Linked DNA regions of Gasterosteus aculeatus: region 2 is linked to region 1. The links are chromatin contacts, called in public Hi-C maps. All regions are on one chromosome and are shown on one strand. Each heading gives the region's core, a stretch centred on a gene start, on an enhancer-like site or on the middle of the called end of the contact. The rest is flanking DNA. Distances are from core to core; before and after follow the strand shown. Region 1 holds the start of id2a (inhibitor of DNA binding 2a). Region 2 has its middle 30 kb from the start of LOC120833404.

Region 1 (4,183 bases), core at 386-2,885:
GCACAGATTTACAATCGCAACATACTTTATTATTTTAACGAGTCACACTTTATGATCATTAATGCAAGAAACTAATGTTTTAAATCAATGTGAAAGAACGTGTGACGTTCCCTGAAATGAAATCTGCAACCCAGTTGACCAGTTGATATACTGTCGTTGAGACACGTACACAAAACCGTCTTACCGCAGTACCAGAAGTCCCAGGCAAAAGGTGGTATCACAAGCTAGTTTCAGGTCTCACATATATTTTCAATTCCCCATGGAATAGAGGAAGCTGACCGCCTGCACGGTGGGATTCAAACGACATCCACACCATTCATTTGCTCACCGAGGCATCTGCGAGCGAGACGACAAGCAAAAAGGCCCAGAGGAGGAACATTAGGCCGCCGTTGCACATCGACGGCTGACTCGATGCTCATTAATACCAAATTCTAATGTTAATATATTTTCTGCAACTTACCATCTCTGATCTCCCCGCTGCAGAAAAAAAAAAAAAAGAATATGATTTCGAACATAATCTTGTGACAGTGTGCTCGACTAGAGCCACACTGTCATACTCCCGGTGTGAAAGTGTAGATATGCAGATATCTGATTACTGGGGTACAGACTGCTTGCTGCAGTGACAGCTGTGCCGCCGTGATAGGTGGGCGACACAGCAATGTTAGCGTGTGATTGTATGCCAACGGGCAATATTGCCCGAAAGTTAAACTGAAGCCAACTTTTCCACACTGCCAACTGGTTGGTGGTTGTCGCGCTGGCCAAAAGATCTGAGTGGAAAAAAATAAATAAATAAAGTTGATTCCCGACAACTTCGGACGACTATAGTTGCCGGGGAATGGCGTAATCCGCCGCCCGTACCTCCCCGTCCCATCTCCTGCTGCCAGCTGTGTGCTGTGGAGGAGCAGAGGGAGGGCCCGGCTCCAGGGAGGCGTGGAGTGGCCACTCTACGACCAGCCTGGAAGGTACTCGGGTAGCCATGGTGCCTTTGTCTCCCAGTCCAATCTGGCCACCTCATCTCTCCCGTCCACCCATCCATCGCTCCCGGTGCTTCCTCCCTTCCCCCGTGGGCCCGCTGCAGCCTCTCACCTCACAATGGAGCCAGGCCTCGGTGGCTGCTGCTCAGAGAGCAGAGAAAGTCCCATCTGGACCACAGGAGAGACCGGGGAGAGGTGCGAGGTGGACGGGGAGGAAGACAGCGGCAAGGCCAGATGTATTTTTAGGCAGGGCCAAAGACGGATTGAACCAGAGCCTCTTTCTATGCTGGAGGCAGTAGATTTTCATTGTCGCAAAGAAAAAAGTCACGTTATGAATTCATGAACACATGCTGAATCTGTGAATGAATCATAAAATGTGTCCAGTAAACACATCTGTTCATTATTAGAGATTCATTGTTACACAAAAATGTTGTTATGAATGTTGACTGACTGCTAAACTCTTTTGTGTCTGTATTAGACCGTAAATGTGTGTTCAAATAATAAGGAAATTACTACTATTATATTGATAATGGGGTTATTTTTGGGTTACAACTTCTCAAATGAGGGGATTTTATCCTTTTTGGTCATTTCTATATATGGATATTTATATATGGATTTTGGCATATTAGTTGGATAAAACCGGGACGATATCTTGGCAACCAGGAAATTATTTTTATTAAACATGAAAAATAAAATACTATCATGAAAAAACTGATGATTGCAACCGATTGTATCATAAGGATGCTCTTAGTTATGACATTACACTGCATTGCAAGAGCTCTAACGCAATTGCAGTAGATTTCTCTGGCCGTTTGTTGGCTGCACGTTCACCCCGTGCAGATCACAGCCCCCTTCACTACATCACTGCAGATCGAGGGTGTAGAACATTCAGACCACGCCCCGAAGCCGCTACAGGAGTCCCCGCGCCACCCTTGGATGAGTGCACTCCTCCGCGCGCCAGGCGCGACCCGGTGGAGAGGCGCATGACGCAGATGGAGAGGAAGTCACCGAAAAAGGCGCAGCGCGGCTGTTGTAACTCGGACGGACGCGCACTGCGAAACGAGCTGAATTCGACGTCGGCTCTTTCGCGTAAGACGCGGCGGTGTTGACACGCAGGTTTTTGGGGAGTAAACGGTTTAGAATCAATGCAGTGAGTTTAACTTGAATGACGAACCGCTTCGCTGTGCACACAGGGGACGTAACAGATTCGGCACTTCAACGATTAAGGTTTTTTTTCTTCTTTTTTCATTTCCTATACGGTTAGTGTAGCCTCTGACCTTTTATTTTCCGCATTATGTCATTACATTAATCCCCTTGCCGTTTAAACACAGTATTTTTGGGTGCACGGAGAGTAACTTTTTATTTGAATACCCTTCGCTGCGTCGGGACTTGAGGACAGGTTAGAAGAAAAGCAAAAGTTTCTTTGTATGCGGGTCATAAACACACAACGAAAATCCATTTCGAATCCGCTGAAAGAATGAAGATGAAGCTGCAGGGGCGGAGGATCAACACGTCTCTGACCGCAGCGCAGCAGCCCGACGCCGGCTGCAGCTGCAGGGCGCACCGCAGCCGGCTGGCAGCTCCGCTTTGTTGTCTAAACCTCATCTCCTGAACCCAAAGTGGGGGGAGAAGGGGGAGAGAAGGGGGACGTAGAGAGGCGAGCCACCGAGGAATGCCTTCGTGACTCGGATGGGGGCAAAGGAACCTTTAGGGGAACTTGTGGAAACGACTTGTGGCCATTTGGTTCATATGGTGAAGGCATACATTTAGCTGGACAGTCATGGAAACTCAAATTGGTCGGAGCCAACAAACAGCTGTAGACTCATTTATCTTTTTTGACATTTGAAAAAAAAACGATTTAAAAAGATATTAAGATGTACCAATTACTCCAATGCATCATACCATTTAATGACATTACATACTGGATTGTCCTCACTGATGCATGAAGGTCCCACTGTCCCTCAGTGAGATGTCCTATTGGGGAATCTGTGGAGTATATAAACTACAGCCAGCCATTCCTATATTACCATAATAGTATCCTCCTAGCAGATCATAATCCAATCGAGTGGGGAATCAAACGTGACCCGGTCCCGGGGTTGATCAGCTGAGAACCTGCACTTCTGATTGACAACCCCGAAACCCCGTCTCCATGGAAACCGCCTCGGTGGCGCCGCGAGGGCTGGCTCGAGGGCTGCTGTGAATAGGGTGACGTCACGGCACCGGCGCCAGAGAGTCTGCTCCAAAAGCGCAGCGAGAGGGAGGAGGAGGAGGAGGAGAGAAAACGGGGAGGAATAGAAGAAGAAGAAGGGGTGAGGCGGCGGCCGCTGGATGTGCGCTCGGCTTTGCACCGACGTGCTCTCTGCGCGATTTAATCACCTTTGGCCGTCAGGAATCGCTCATCGTCCAGAGGCGCCGCGCGAAATGTGCTCAGCCTGTAGGGAACGACGGGGGGGGGGGGGCGGGGGGGGGACGTGGGGCGAAATGGAAACGTCCCCATCGCGCCAGATGTGGAGTTTTCAGATGAGATTAGAAATCCACAAGAGAACGGGGATCGCCGGACAGCTGAAGGAGAAGCTGTCCGGGCCGCGTAAAAAGATGACACAGATGGTGTTTTTCCTGCATTTAGAGAGAAATGTGGGAAAACATGCGACGAGGACGCAAATTCATCATCGCATTGATTATTGTACTGGCCAACTATTACTGACTGCACCTCCTCTGCTCACAGAAATCAGCTCGCTGGACCTTTTTTCACTCAGAACTGTCTCCCTTTTGTTCATTACCGGTTACTTTGTGTCTTGTTTGTGTGTTTTTTGTTCTGCAAACATAAATTAATTCAAACAAACCCTAAAAATGGTTTACTCTCCTCCACCCACCCTTTGCCTCTATAACAATATATATATATATATATATATATATATATATATATATATATATATATTTTTTTTTTTTATATTTTTTTTATATATATATATATATATATATGAGGTTTTTTTTTAAATCAAGGGAAATGCAATATTCGTGTAAATCACGACAGTCCACAACTGCCCCCCGGGGGTATTTCGTGCGGCATCAAACCCCCCCCCCTCCCTCTCCCCTCCAACCTCCAGCAGAGGAGTGAAGCGTGTAATTCCTACAAACAAATGGCTCATTCACAAAACGTAAAAGTGTCAATAGCGGTTAATCCCCTCTTCATGTGCTCAGATATGAAA
Region 2 (4,580 bases), core at 1,354-3,853, 39 kb before region 1:
CCGCCGTCAATCCATTGTGCATTATATTTCGGACACAAGCTGATGAACTACAAACGACAAATGTGTCACATAACTGCCCCCCGTCTTTCTCTGGCAGCGTGGCAGGGCCGCACGCGGCGCGTGCCAGTGTTTCCGCACTTCCTGCATCACCGCCGTTTAAACTAATATGGACGTCCTGCTGCCCGACTCCACTCGGGCAGAGTGATCCCTTGTGCCTGCTTTTATTACCTTGTTGACACCAGCTGCTAGTTTTAAGCACTTTTAAATGCTGAGGCTCAAATCACAGAATTAATGCCGTTATTCCTGCCCAGCTTTCTTTTTGGCAATGCTTTTAAGCCCCAGACTTAACAACAAGCCTGGGTTTTATACATCCAGACAGCTGGTGGGAATAAGGCAGTTGCCAGTGGTACAAAACACTGTGTGTATGTGTGAGTGTGTGTGAGTGTGTGTGTGTGTGTGTGTGTGTGTGTGTGTGTGTGTGTGTGTGTGTGTGTGTGTGTGTGTGTGTTTCTAAATGTGGCCGGCGTGTGCCTTTGTGTGTGGGAGGGCATCTGAATATTAAAAACTGTCTTTTAAAAGTTGCTTGTCTGCCGTCCAAATATTAAAATTGCACATTATGTCGTAGTGGTCAGTCTTTGTAAGCGACGATTTATCTCTCGTGCTCGATATTTGGCATTATTTAAGGTGATTAAAATGCGGTGGAAATGTGACATACTGGAAACCAAATGTTGCAGATTCCTCCCTCCTCCTCCTCCTCCTCCTCCTCCCCCTCCTCCCCCCCCAGTTTGACACAACTTCCACTCTCTCTGCACTGGCACGCTTCATTAATACTACGCCTGTGCGAAGTCACTCGTCTCTCACACACACAACCACGCAACGACACTCATGAAAGCGTGCATTCCCGTGTGCCCCCCCCCGCTCCCTACACACCCACACACTTTCCCTCACTTCACACACACAAACTAAGCAATGCTATCTAGCAGCTGTACCTCTCCTTATGTGCAGAGAGTGTTGATCCCAGTTCTTCGCTCACACACAGTGAACATATGTCAGTCAGGAAACAAGGCAGACTCTCTCTGCCTTCTCCTGAATACAAAAGTTTGCTTCTCTTTCAATACAGCACCTCGGCAATCTCCTCAGACTCATGCGTGAAGACCCTAAGCAACGCGTGGAGGTGACCTTGTCGTGTGTTTGTGTGGGTGTTGCGTGTGTGGGTCCAAATGTGCAAGCGTGCACGTGCGTGTGATTACAAAGGGAGGATCTGAGACGCCTTAGGTAAAACAAATACAGACTCTGATAGATGCCAGCAGCACCTGTCTGATTTACATTTCCTAATTGCAAAAGAATTACCAAAGAAACATTTCACCAGCACCGACAGGCAACGCGGCACAGCGACTGGTTCTACCTGAAGGAGAAAGTGTTTTCACACAAATATCTGCAGGAAGCTTAGGAAACTTCCACACAAGCCAGAGGCCTCCGGAAGTCTGATTGGATGTATTTTGGAATGCCAACGTATATGTACTTACATTAGCAACTCAAGGAGTTCATGCACTCACCAATACAGAGAAACACAACTATGTGCACAATCTTTGCATGCGAAACATCTACAAACATTTGCATCTGTGTTAAAACGGAAATATTCCCAGAACATATTTTAACAAGCACAGATATCATCGAAGGTAAAAAAGAGAAAATTTGTCTAGCTGTGCAGGTACTGTATGATGCTAATTCCTTACTTATCAGGTTTCAAACTCATTAACTTCTGACTCAGCTGCCACCTGAGGGGAGAAATTGTCCCTTGGGTCCAAAACAGGTCCAACAGGTTCCTCAAGGCCCCCGCCCCCCCCCCCCCGGCTTCAGGACAACAGCAAACAACACCTGTCCTGATGATGTCATGCTCTCAAGAGTATCCATATACTCGCCTAAAGACATACTCTGTCTTTAACCTCCTTCTTCTTCTTCTTCTTCTTCTTCTTCTTCTTCTTCACCTCTCCCTGCCCCCCCCGATAACATTCACTTCCTGTTCCCGCTAGTCACCACTTGTGAGCATCAACTCTCAAAATACAACTCATATTATATTTAACACCCCATTTACAATAAAAGATCCCCACATTGTTCGGCCACTCCTGACCAACACCTGTTTTCCAGAACCAGGTGTTTGTCATCCTGGTAAAGATAAAAGCAGAAAATGAAAAAGCACCACATGAAATCGAAGGCTGGAGAGGAATGCAGGTCTGAAGGGCTCAGGTGACACAGGTGGATATTAGTTGTGTATGAACATGTACAGACCATATCTGCAAGTGTGCTTTTTCATAGTACTTTGGGCATGTATCCATACGTATATAACAGGAAAAACAAAAAACAGAGGGATTAAAGTTAAATATAGATCCACGTTAACTCCTTTTATTTAAAAACTTTTCTTGTTTCCGCGATAAGAGGTGAGCTGCGATAGCGAGCCAGTCGTCTTTGATTTGGAAGCATGGCGCTTGTACCAAAAGCACAAAGACACCAAACACACACACACACACACACACACACTCACAGACACACACAAGCGGCGAGCAGTGGGAAACGAGAGAGGAGCAGCTGTGAGTTGCACTCATCAGTTCAGATTGAGGGAGACGCAGGCAGGCTGGTAAACAGACACAGATGTACGGAGCTGAGCAGAACAGAGAGTGGGAGAAAGAGGAAGGTCACCCTTTCACAATGGGAAGGTAGCGGCAAAGTCAACGACACTGCGTGACTAAAGCTACTGTAAAAAAGGGAAAAAATGTAACCAACGTTGATTATGTTTTCTATTCATTTGGCAAAAAACATACTTTTTTTAATCCGATTTTCTGCATACATCATCCACATACATTAATACAGAACCCGAGGAAATTCTCCTGGCGAGACCCTCTCACGTGACACACGCATGCACAGACAGCTTTGTCAGCGACCGACCGCTCCCTTGAGGGCGACACCCCACCTGGGAGCGCGATCCTGTCAATGCTCACTATCTCAGTTTCCCTTTCAGTCTAGTGTGTTCTCTCCTGTTACACTCATTCCCAGAGTTTCCTCCGACCGCCCAGGGTCAGTATTAACCCAAGGCACAGCTCCAGATAGGTAAGAAGGGAGCAGCCCAGTGGCGTTATGACACATCACCAAGAAACAGACAATGAGAAAGTGTCCGTATAGAAATTAAGAGACGAGGCGGAACAGGATGACACCTGCATGTAGTCTATCATGTGTTTTGGTAAAGAAAGCAAGATATCAGCTTTTTGTTGAGGGCTTTATGGAAAGGTGGCCATGTTATAGATGTTATGCATTTTATTAAGTGTAAAAATATTTTTGATGGAACATTTATATGATGTACCTTTTCTGCAGGAGAGGAGTTGCTCAGTCCGGATCTGACAGGATCTTCTGTATTACAATACAGCACAGTAGGTTATTGCACTATTTTGCGTTTCAGCTGTAATTTCAATCCTTCTTTTACTTTCTCTCTCCCTCTCAGTGGTCTCTCTTTTGCTTAAAACACATGGCCGTGTTTTCACAGAAACTGAGATGCTCTGGACTGAACTCCCTGAACCGCCAAGCCCTCTCCCCTTTTGTGTTTTCCACCAAACTGTGTGTGCAACCCGTCACTGTAACCAAAAATATGCCCCATCTGTTTCTTTGACTTATACACACTTTCTGGTTGGCTTTACCTAAACTAATTGTCCAGCTTTATATTTATACACCTTGACGCTTGCTTTTCTTCTTTCCACTTTTTAGAGTGAACAAATGAGTCACGATCATGTGCTACTGTTATTAATATTACAAACTGTTACAATTACATCCAGTGAAGGCTGACTGGTCCTAGCCTGCAGGCTCCGGTAATGTCTAACCAGTTTGAGGTAAACATTTACCTGCAGAGCTGATCAGACACTAATGACAGATTGCCACCTGGAGCTAAACCGTTCTCCGGTTGCCGACAAAACGTGCTAATAAGACGTCCAGCCGTTTGTAGCCCGCAGGAGGTAGAAGTGAAAGACCACCAACTGAAAAACGAACCAGGTGGTGAAATTAAAGAGAAGACACGTCGGTCCGGCCACTGTTATCGCCAGAAAGCCAAATTAAAACTTCAGGGGGATGAATATGGACTTTTTTGCAGCTGTTGTTTAACAATTGGAAGTTCTGAAAGACAAACGTGCTGCAGCCAAGCAGTAAAAACACTATTCTTTATAGACGTGTCTGCTCTGAATAGCACTTGTTTTTGTGCTAACCAAGATATTTAATGTCTTGTTGTACTGCAAAGGATACAAAAGTTCCCCAACCGGAAGCCAGCACATGGATGCAATGCTGCAGTGAGATATCGAGGTGAGCTGGCTACTGAATTGCATCATGGAGTGTAGAAAAAATAAAAGGCCCACACACACATTTGGGACCCCCTTAATCAGTAAGTTCAGGGGATGCGGCTGTGTGTTGCTCCTCGTCGGCGGTTGAGGGCCGAGCTTAACTGAAAACACTCTCCTCCGACTAAGTGGCTCTCGCTGTTTCTAAATCACCCAAGATGCAATCCGGCAGTCACAGCTCCCGCTATCACGGACATCATTTGTTAC

Evidence for each region. Hi-C and Micro-C count contacts between places; a contact is called where the count stands out from the background.
Region 2: a Hi-C map of blood and trunk muscle shows a contact between it and region 1, with 1.8 times the contacts expected there. The contact joins the enhancer-like site here to the promoter of id2a in region 1. A contact is called at or near these places in 2 of 6 Hi-C or Micro-C datasets (blood and trunk muscle and skeletal muscle).

Annotation. Positions count from the first base shown.
Region 1 is chr15:7,481,364-7,485,546 of fGasAcu3.hap1.1, reverse strand. It overlaps id2a (inhibitor of DNA binding 2a), which reads left to right and starts at 1,635. Exons shown (of 2, transcript XM_078089967.1): 1 at 1,635-4,183.
Region 2 is chr15:7,521,269-7,525,848 of fGasAcu3.hap1.1, reverse strand. No RefSeq gene overlaps it. Among protein-coding and RNA genes, the nearest start is that of LOC120833404, 30 kb to the right of the region's middle. Within about 2 kb of position 2,603, at least 2 of the 9 cell types and tissues checked have open chromatin away from gene starts, as enhancers often do.